2 separate regions of the Sus scrofa genome follow, and region 1 is linked to region 2. Evidence: chromatin contacts called from public Hi-C data. All regions are on one chromosome and are shown on one strand. The core of a region is the stretch at or near the end of the contact, and the rest is flanking DNA. Distances in the headings are between cores, read along the strand shown. Region 1 holds the start of STAG2 (cohesin subunit SA-2). Region 2 holds the start of THOC2 (THO complex subunit 2).

Region 1 (4,003 bases), core at 376-2,875, 190 kb before region 2:
CCCGGTTGGGCATTATCCCTCGATGTCCCCTCTTGTGACACGCCCCAGCGAGGGGAGCCTCTGACCCTAGGTCCCAGACCGTCGTTTCACCGCGCCCTCTACCCCTTCCCTCCGAAAGAACTCAACTCGCGCAACTCTGGCACCTGATCCTAAGTGATTGGGGGGGTTCTTTTTGAGTTTTTGTTTTGCTTGCTTTTTGCTTCGGGTGTGGAAAGAAAGCGAACTGAGTCCCTCCCGGATAGACATGGCACTGGAAAAAAATTTTTTTTCTTTAGAAACACTAGTCCCGTTTCCCAGAAAATGTGCTCTCTCCCTCCAGGGTCTAGGAGACTAGGGAAACTGGGCTACTAGGCTAGGCCGGGCACTCGACCAATTTATTCCTCACTCTGGGGGCTGAGGGGGGAACGGGACGGAGCGAAGTGAAAAATCGAAATTTGGGAAGAGGGAGTCGAAGAGCACCTACCGGGTCTTTCCCGCCTCCTCCGTTTATCTGCGGTCTTCCTGGAAGTGTGGGCGGAGGCGGCCTCGCGACTTAGTTAAGAATTTTGGTTCCTTTTTATCCTGCCTCCTCACCCCTCCCCTTAGACGTTCGACAGGCGAAAGGGCACCTTAACGCTCCTTCGACTCCAGTTAACTCAAGTCTTTTTACTTATTTTTATTTTTTTGTTTGCTTCGAATCCATCGTCCGGCACCTTTGACCACCAAGAGATCTCTACGCGCTGGAGACATCAACTTGGGGAGGGCCAGTTACCCCCGATGCACCGCCTTTCCTAGGACAGGAAGAAGTGACCTATTGCAGTGTTTCCACTGCTGTTACACAGATTCATACAATAGTTCCCAGATTCATACAATTGTGTAGTTAGTAAGAGCTCTTCGTTAGTTTCTTTTTTTAAATTTTTAGTTAAGCTGTTCCTTTAATAATAGATTTCATTTAGAAGAAAAGGAATAAACGTATTTAATAACAAGACAGATTTTCCAAGTAAGAAAGAATGCAAGCCCCGTATAAATGGTGGAGAATTTACCCAATATCACTTCTAAAGCATTCCTAATGCAATATAATGGTTATTTTCAGTCCTTAAGCTATATTCCTTCCACGCCTGTCTTAGTTTCTCTCCTATCCTCTGTACTCACTAGTTTTGTTTCCTTTTTTTTCCTGCAACTTTTAAAAAAGTTAGTGTATTTAGTCAACTGAACAGTAAAAGTTAAACCGAAACATCTAAATACCAATAACAAGAAATAAAATCTGAAGACTTTTTTACTTATTGCTAACGCTTTGGGTTGTGGAATACTATTCAGAATAAATTTCCTTTTCTTTTATAGACCATCTTTGGTAGAATGTTATACAGTTTTTAATAGATTCAAGTTATAGAATGATGCAGCTAGAACATTAAATAAGGAGTAGTGGAAAATTTACAGTTATATAAGTTAATGCAAAATTCCACTTAAAGTAATAGAAAAATTGGGCTCTGTACCAAATCATTTTACATTAATTTAGTTCAGTTGTGCCAATTGATATTAAATGATTTCCTGTTTTAGTATTAGCTGAAAGTTACTGATTTTCTGCTCTAAACATTGCATGGTGCTAATAGTTTTTCATCTATTTTATAAATTTCTATTCTCAGCTGATTTCTATGTAGCATTTGAGACTTTAAACAATTTTATACTTTGAACGTAACTGAAAATTTCCTGTTTAGTAAACTTTTATTTTGTAAAAAACACCATAGAAGATTAATAACTATGTAACATCAGAAGTTTTATAGCAAATATATTACCAATGTTAGCTCTCTTTTTTCTAGAGTTCGCTCAAAAGTTATTAAGTCTTCAATATGTGCAGATCACAATGCTGTGCGCCCCAGTCCTGTCCCCAAGAGTGGAATTTATTTCATAAGGTACTGAAGATAAAGAATACACCCTTAGAATTTGAGGACAAAGTGAGAAAATACCATCAAATGAAATATGTAACATGTAAAATAAACTTTATTTGTAGAAATTCCAGCATTTTTAGCAACATGGATGGACCTAGAAATTATCACACTAAGTGAAGTCAGTCATACAATGAGACACCAACATCAAATGCTTTCACTGACATGTGGAATCTGAAAAAAGGACAGAATGAACTTCTTTGCAGAACAGATACTGATTCACAGACTTTGAAAAACTTAAGGTCTCCAAAGGAGACAGTTCGGGGGTGGGGGATGCGCTGGGGTTGTGGGATGGAAATCCTATAAAATTGGATTGTGATGATCATTGTACAACTATAAGTAATAAATTCATTGAGTAATAACAAAAATATGTAAATACATTGTCTTTAAATAAATAAATAAATTTAATTATTTGTGGTACGTGCTTCATGAGATAATGCGGCAGAAGCTTTTGGTGCCTGATAAGAAATACTGAAAAAGCTGAATAGTTAGAGTATTTGATATTGTGTAAGGGGTATCCATTTGATGCAAAAATATTTTGGTCAGAAATAAACACCCCAGGGAGTTCCCATCGTGGCTCAGTAGTCATCGAATCCGACTAGGAACCATGAGGTTGCAGGTTCGGTCCCTGGCCTTGCTCAGTGGGTTAAGGATCCGGCGTTGCCGTGAGCTGTGGTGTAGGTTGCAGACGTGGCTCGGATCCCACGTTGCTGTGGCTGTGGTGTAGGCCAGTGGCTACAGCTCCGATTGGACCCCTGGCCTGGGAACCTCCATATGCCACGGAAGCGGCCCCAGAAAAGGCAAAAAGACAAAAAAAATAAAAAAACAAAAAAACTCACCACAGTCTGAATAAAGCATACCACAGTTTTCTTTGCTCTGACTCCATGCAAATAAAGCAAGCTTCTGATTATAATTAGGTTTTCTAGATAGTCTCCTTCTCTACACAGCATACATATAAATTCTGTATTTTCTAACACCATTCTAAATGTGACCTAAAATCCAGAAGCCTAAAGATGAAGTTTGAGTCTACAGAAATTTAAAATTATATATACCAAAATACCATAAACAAAGTCAAAGATGAACTATAAGTTATGAGGAAATATTTCCTACATGAATGAAAAAAGCTAATTTCCTTAATACAGAAAGAACTCTCACAAATCAAGATAAAAATATTCTAGGTTGTTCCTGGTGGTCTAGTGGCTAAGATTCAGCACTTTCACCACTGCAGCCCAGATTCAGTCCCTGGTCAAGGAACTCAGATGCCACTCAAGCCACTGCATGGGTGGTGACAAAAAAAATTTTAAAAACCTCCAATAAAAAACTGGAAAAGGACATAAACGGCCAACTTAATGGATAAGAAATGCAGATGGCTAATAAATATATAAAACATATAAAACAGTGCTCAACTTCACCACTAAGACATGGAAATTAAATACCACTTCTGCCAGAGGTTTTTTGTTTGGTTGTTGTGGGGTTTGTTTCTGGTTTTGTTTTTAGGGCTGCACCTGCGACAAATGGAAGTTCCCAGGCTGGGGTCCAATTGGAGCTACAGCTGCCAGCCATGGCCACAGCCACAGCCACAGCCAAGCCAGATCCAAGCTGTGTCTGCGACCTACACCACAGCTCATGGCAACACAGGATGCTTAACCCACTAAGCAAGGTCAGAGGTTGAAACTGAATCCTCATGATTATTAGTCAGGTTTGTAACCTGCAGAGCTGCAATGGGAACTCCCAGATTGGCAGAGAGTTAATTTATTTATTTTCTTTTTTGACTGCCCCACAGCATATGGAGTTCCCAGGCCAGGGATCAGATCTGAGCCATAGTTGTAACCAAAGCCGCAGCTGTGGCAACTCAGGATCCCCAACCCACTGTGTAGGCTGAGGATCAAACCTGTGTCCCAGCGCTCCCAAGATGCCACCGATCCCCTTGTGCCACAGCAGGAACTCCACTGGCAGAGATTTCAAATTCTGATAATAATTTTGGTGAATAATTAAGAATTCTCATATACCATTGGTGGAGATGTAAATTGTTAAAAAAAAAAACTTATGTAAAATGTAAAACTGGCCCAGCTTTTCCATTT
Region 2 (3,941 bases), core at 364-2,863:
TAGCAAATTTTTTTTTTGAGATATCATTGAAACTAAATGGTGTATATTTTCCAGTGAACGGCTTTAAAATTTCAAAATCAGACAGGACATTAAGAGAATAGATATAGCTGACGAAAAACAATCATAAACAATGCAGTATTTCCCCAGAACTTATTCTGAATACAGCCTATCCCCTGAACAATTTTTCAGTGCAAATCAACCCGGTCCATTCAGTAAAACCTGACAAATTTAGAAGACACTAGTGCTAAAGTTCATACATTAACATATATGTGGTAGGATTTCATTTGGTTTGTCTGTATTTTCTAAATTTTCAGCAAAACATGTATTTTTAAAACTTTTATTTTGAAAAGTTGCACAGACAGAACAGAGAATCTCTGTATATCCTTTACCCAGATTCCTAAAATGTTAATATTTTACATTTGTCTAATCATTCTATCGTTTTTTTTCTGCAACATTTTAGAGTAAGTTGCAACACACTGCCCCATTACCTCTAAATACTTCATATTTTCTTAAACAAGGACTTTCACATAACCACATACAAGTATTAAACTCAAGAAATTAACACCGACACAATATTATTACTTAAACTACAGATATTCAAATTTGGTCAGTTGTCCCAGGAATGCCGTTTTTAGAGTAAAATATATATATATATTTTTTCCGGCCGGGAAGCTGTTATTCTGTTGTTTTCATTAATCTGGAAGAGTTCCTCAACCTGTCTTTATCTTTAGTAACCTTGATGATTTTGAAGAGTGCAAGCCAGTAATTTTGCAGACCATCCCTTAATATGGGCTTGTCTGATGTTCCCTCATGATTAAATTCAGGTTATGCGAATTTTGGCATGATTACTACAAAATTGGTTAGTGTTTTTCTCAGCATCTCATCAAGAGGCATAAGACGCCCATTTATCTAATATCGAGGGATGCTTATTTTCATCAGTTAGGAGGGTGTCCACCATGTTTCCCGACCGTAAAGATTCTATTTCGCTCATTGAAATAATAAGTATCTTGTCGGGAGACACTTGGAGAGTATGTGATATAAACAAGTTGTTTCTCTTGGTGCTTGCGCCCCCTAGTTTTGCCTAAGGTTACAATGACAGCGGCCGACAGTAGGGTGTCAGCGCTGGTGGCTGCAAGTGTTTCCCAGGGCCGATTTCTCACTTCCTCATTAGATTATACCCCCCGTATTAGCAAAATGCCTGGCTCACAGCAATCGGCTGCTTCTTCCCTGATTAATTTCTTTGATATTAGCTGTTAGCAGAATGTATTGTAGTTGATGCCCTTATGTTTGTCTTCCCGACAGACTGTGAGCTCGTTGAGGGTAGGCATCGTGGCTTTTTCTCTATCCCCAGTGTCTAGCACATACTAGGTGCTTTAAAAACACGAGTTTGAATTAGTGGCCTGGAGTAGACACTACGGAAGAAGATAAGGGGTACGAGTTGGCCTGGGGATGGCATTTTTCCTGTTCTAAAGGGAAGAGGGGCATGGGTTGAAGAGGGCGCGGCCAGCGTAGTCATTCTGCGACGGGACCCATGGGTCCGGCCACCTGGTTGGCGGCAGGGCCTCGGGCTTCCGCAGGGTGGGGTGGAAAGCAGGGCGGGAAATCGAAAACCGAACTCGCGGCTCCCGGCATTCCCCGTGGGCGGTGCTCCCCTTTGACCCCTCGCTCGCGTGCTACACATCCGGGCCTCTGCTACTAGTGAGGGGAAGATGGCGGCCGCAACTGTGGTGGTTCCTGTAGAGTGGATAAAGAACTGGGAGAAATCAGGGAGAGGCGAATTGTGAGTGTCCGGGCTGGAGGCGGGCACACGGCCGGGCCGGGCTCGGGCGTCAACCGTGCTCTCACATTTGGGGGGACGTTGCGGGGGGGGGGGGAGATGTGTCCCCTCCCCCATCCGGGCGGCGGGTGTGGATGGTTGGCTAGGAGTTTCGAACTCGGGGAGGAGAAGTGCTGGTAACCGCCACCGACCTCCTGCTTTCCCCGGCTTCCGCGAAAGCCTCGCTGCCCGCCGTAGCTTGTCTTTCTTTAGCCTCTTAGCAGAACTCCCGTTTTGTCCCTACGGGTCCCCGCGCTCTCGCTCCGTCTCTTTTTGTCCCCCCTCTACGCTTGAGCTCACTTGGCTTCTTTCTCTTTACGGCACCGCGCCGTGGGATGTGTGTGTGGGGTGGGTTCGGACTTTATATCTCTCTGTGTCCCATTTCTTTACTCTGCACCCGTTCGACTCCGCAGTTTGGAGCCCGGCTCCGCCTCTGCCCGAAGTCCGAACCGTCCCGGACTCCCTCCCCTCCTCGCCGCCCGCCGCCGCGAAGCCCGGGGCGTCGGGAAGAGCCCCACTTGGGACCTCTCGTCCTCCCGGGGAGCGGTCTCTTGGACTGTCCCGGCCTCGCGCGGCGCGCCGCTGGCCGTGGGAGAAGTGTAGCAGGATTGCCGCTTCCCCCGAAGACCTACCGGCATTTCTTTGCTCCTTCTTTTCACCTTAGACCCATTTCGGGTTGGAATCAACTTTCGTCATTAAATGTTTCCTAAACCCCATTTAGTCCCGGGACTGCAACTAATTTTGGCAACTCTCCAAGGTTCCCGTTTACCTAGAATAACGCGTTTCCTTTAGTCATAAAACTTGGGTGGTTTTTTTTTTTTTTTCCTTTCAGTAATACAGAAAACAGTAATTTGCCATACCCGCGGTTTCCTCGCCCCAAATGTCAGCTCTGTCTCGAAGAGAAAATTCGTTTAAGCGGCGAAACAAACCCCGGATTTAAATAACTTATTTAAATAAATAACTTATTGCGAATTTCTTTCTCCGAATAGCTCTATTAGGTAAAGCTCAGCCCTGTATGAGATTAACTGTCGTTAGCCATTTTTACCGTCGTCGCGGGGCCCTCCGCCCCCTCCTAGTCAGTTTACGGTTGCTGGTTCGAAAGATACGGATCTTGGGAACTTCGTTACTTGGAACGAAACGCGGGGAACGCGTTGCCAGAACTCGCGCCTGTAGTAGCGCCAGCCTATATGGCCCTCCCCACCCCGCTTCTGCACTCGCGCTGCTTCGCGTAGTCTTAGTGTGAGCGCTAGACTGGGATTGCCAGGCTAAGCGGCAGTCTTAGCCACTTAACTAGCTGAGTGACCTTGGGTAAGTTCCTTAACCACTTTGACGTTTCCCCTTGAGTAAATTGGGAATAATAAGTACTCAGAGGATTGTTGTGAAGACTAAATGATGCCTGTGAAGCACTTGGCTTATAGTAAGTGCTCAAGTGATCGCTGTTAAAAGTAATATTATTCGAATCTTTAGATATTTAAACTTCTCTGGACAGCTCTTGCACTTAAAATCTGTTAACACTCAGGTTAGCAATTAATTAGTCTCTGACTCTTTCATGTATACTCTTGTACTCTAACGCATTGAGAGACCCTTGAAGAGTGAGGACCGTGTCTCACATTTCTTTTGGTTCAACCCTCCTGTCCCCGATCTCCCCCCACCCCTCGCAGCTTTCTAGCATATGCTTAGAGAGTTTATTGGTTTATTAACTGATAGAGAAGTGTGCAGGGAAGGCAGGATGGGAAGTTACCAAACTAAACCATCATTTTCATATACCCAACAGGATAAATCAGTTCATTGTTATTTTGTTTACTTTTAAAGCCAACTTAATTATTTAGGGACTGTCATCTTTGTGGGTTGCTCAGCTTCCTCCTTCCAACTGTTTTGGACAGTTTTACTATTACTCCCACCTTAGAATGAGTGGTATTAGGGCTAGAAGGTGAAATTCTGCTTGGCTTCTGCCTGGCACTGGTTGGAGAAAGTGATGTAGGAGGTCGAAGTGCCTAGTCAAAATGGAATTTTGGATTCACTTTATGTACATTTACATGACACATGCTTCCTACCATAATTGTGTTTGAAGAGCTGCTTTAAAACTTATTAGGACTTACATATATGTAGTTCTTGCATGGCTTGT

The links. Hi-C and Micro-C count contacts between places; a contact is called where the count stands out from the background.
Region 1: a Hi-C map of embryonic fibroblasts shows a contact between it and region 2, with 1.7 times the contacts expected there. The contact joins the promoter of STAG2 here to the promoter of THOC2 in region 2. A contact is called at or near these places in 1 of 5 promoter capture datasets (fetal liver), 4 of 47 Hi-C or Micro-C datasets (embryonic fibroblasts, fetal liver, heart right ventricle and 1 more) and 2 of 2 datasets of contacts at active chromatin or transcription factors (alveolar macrophages and skeletal muscle).

Annotation. Positions count from the first base shown.
Region 1 is chrX:101,473,739-101,477,741 of Sscrofa11.1, reverse strand. STAG2 (cohesin subunit SA-2) reads right to left here and starts at 1,625. Exons shown (of 34, transcript XM_013986403.2): 1 at 464-1,625.
Region 2 is chrX:101,282,295-101,286,235 of Sscrofa11.1, reverse strand. It overlaps THOC2 (THO complex subunit 2), which reads left to right and starts at 1,613. Exons shown (of 39, transcript XM_021080469.1): 1 at 1,613-1,780. The coding sequence starts at 1,710.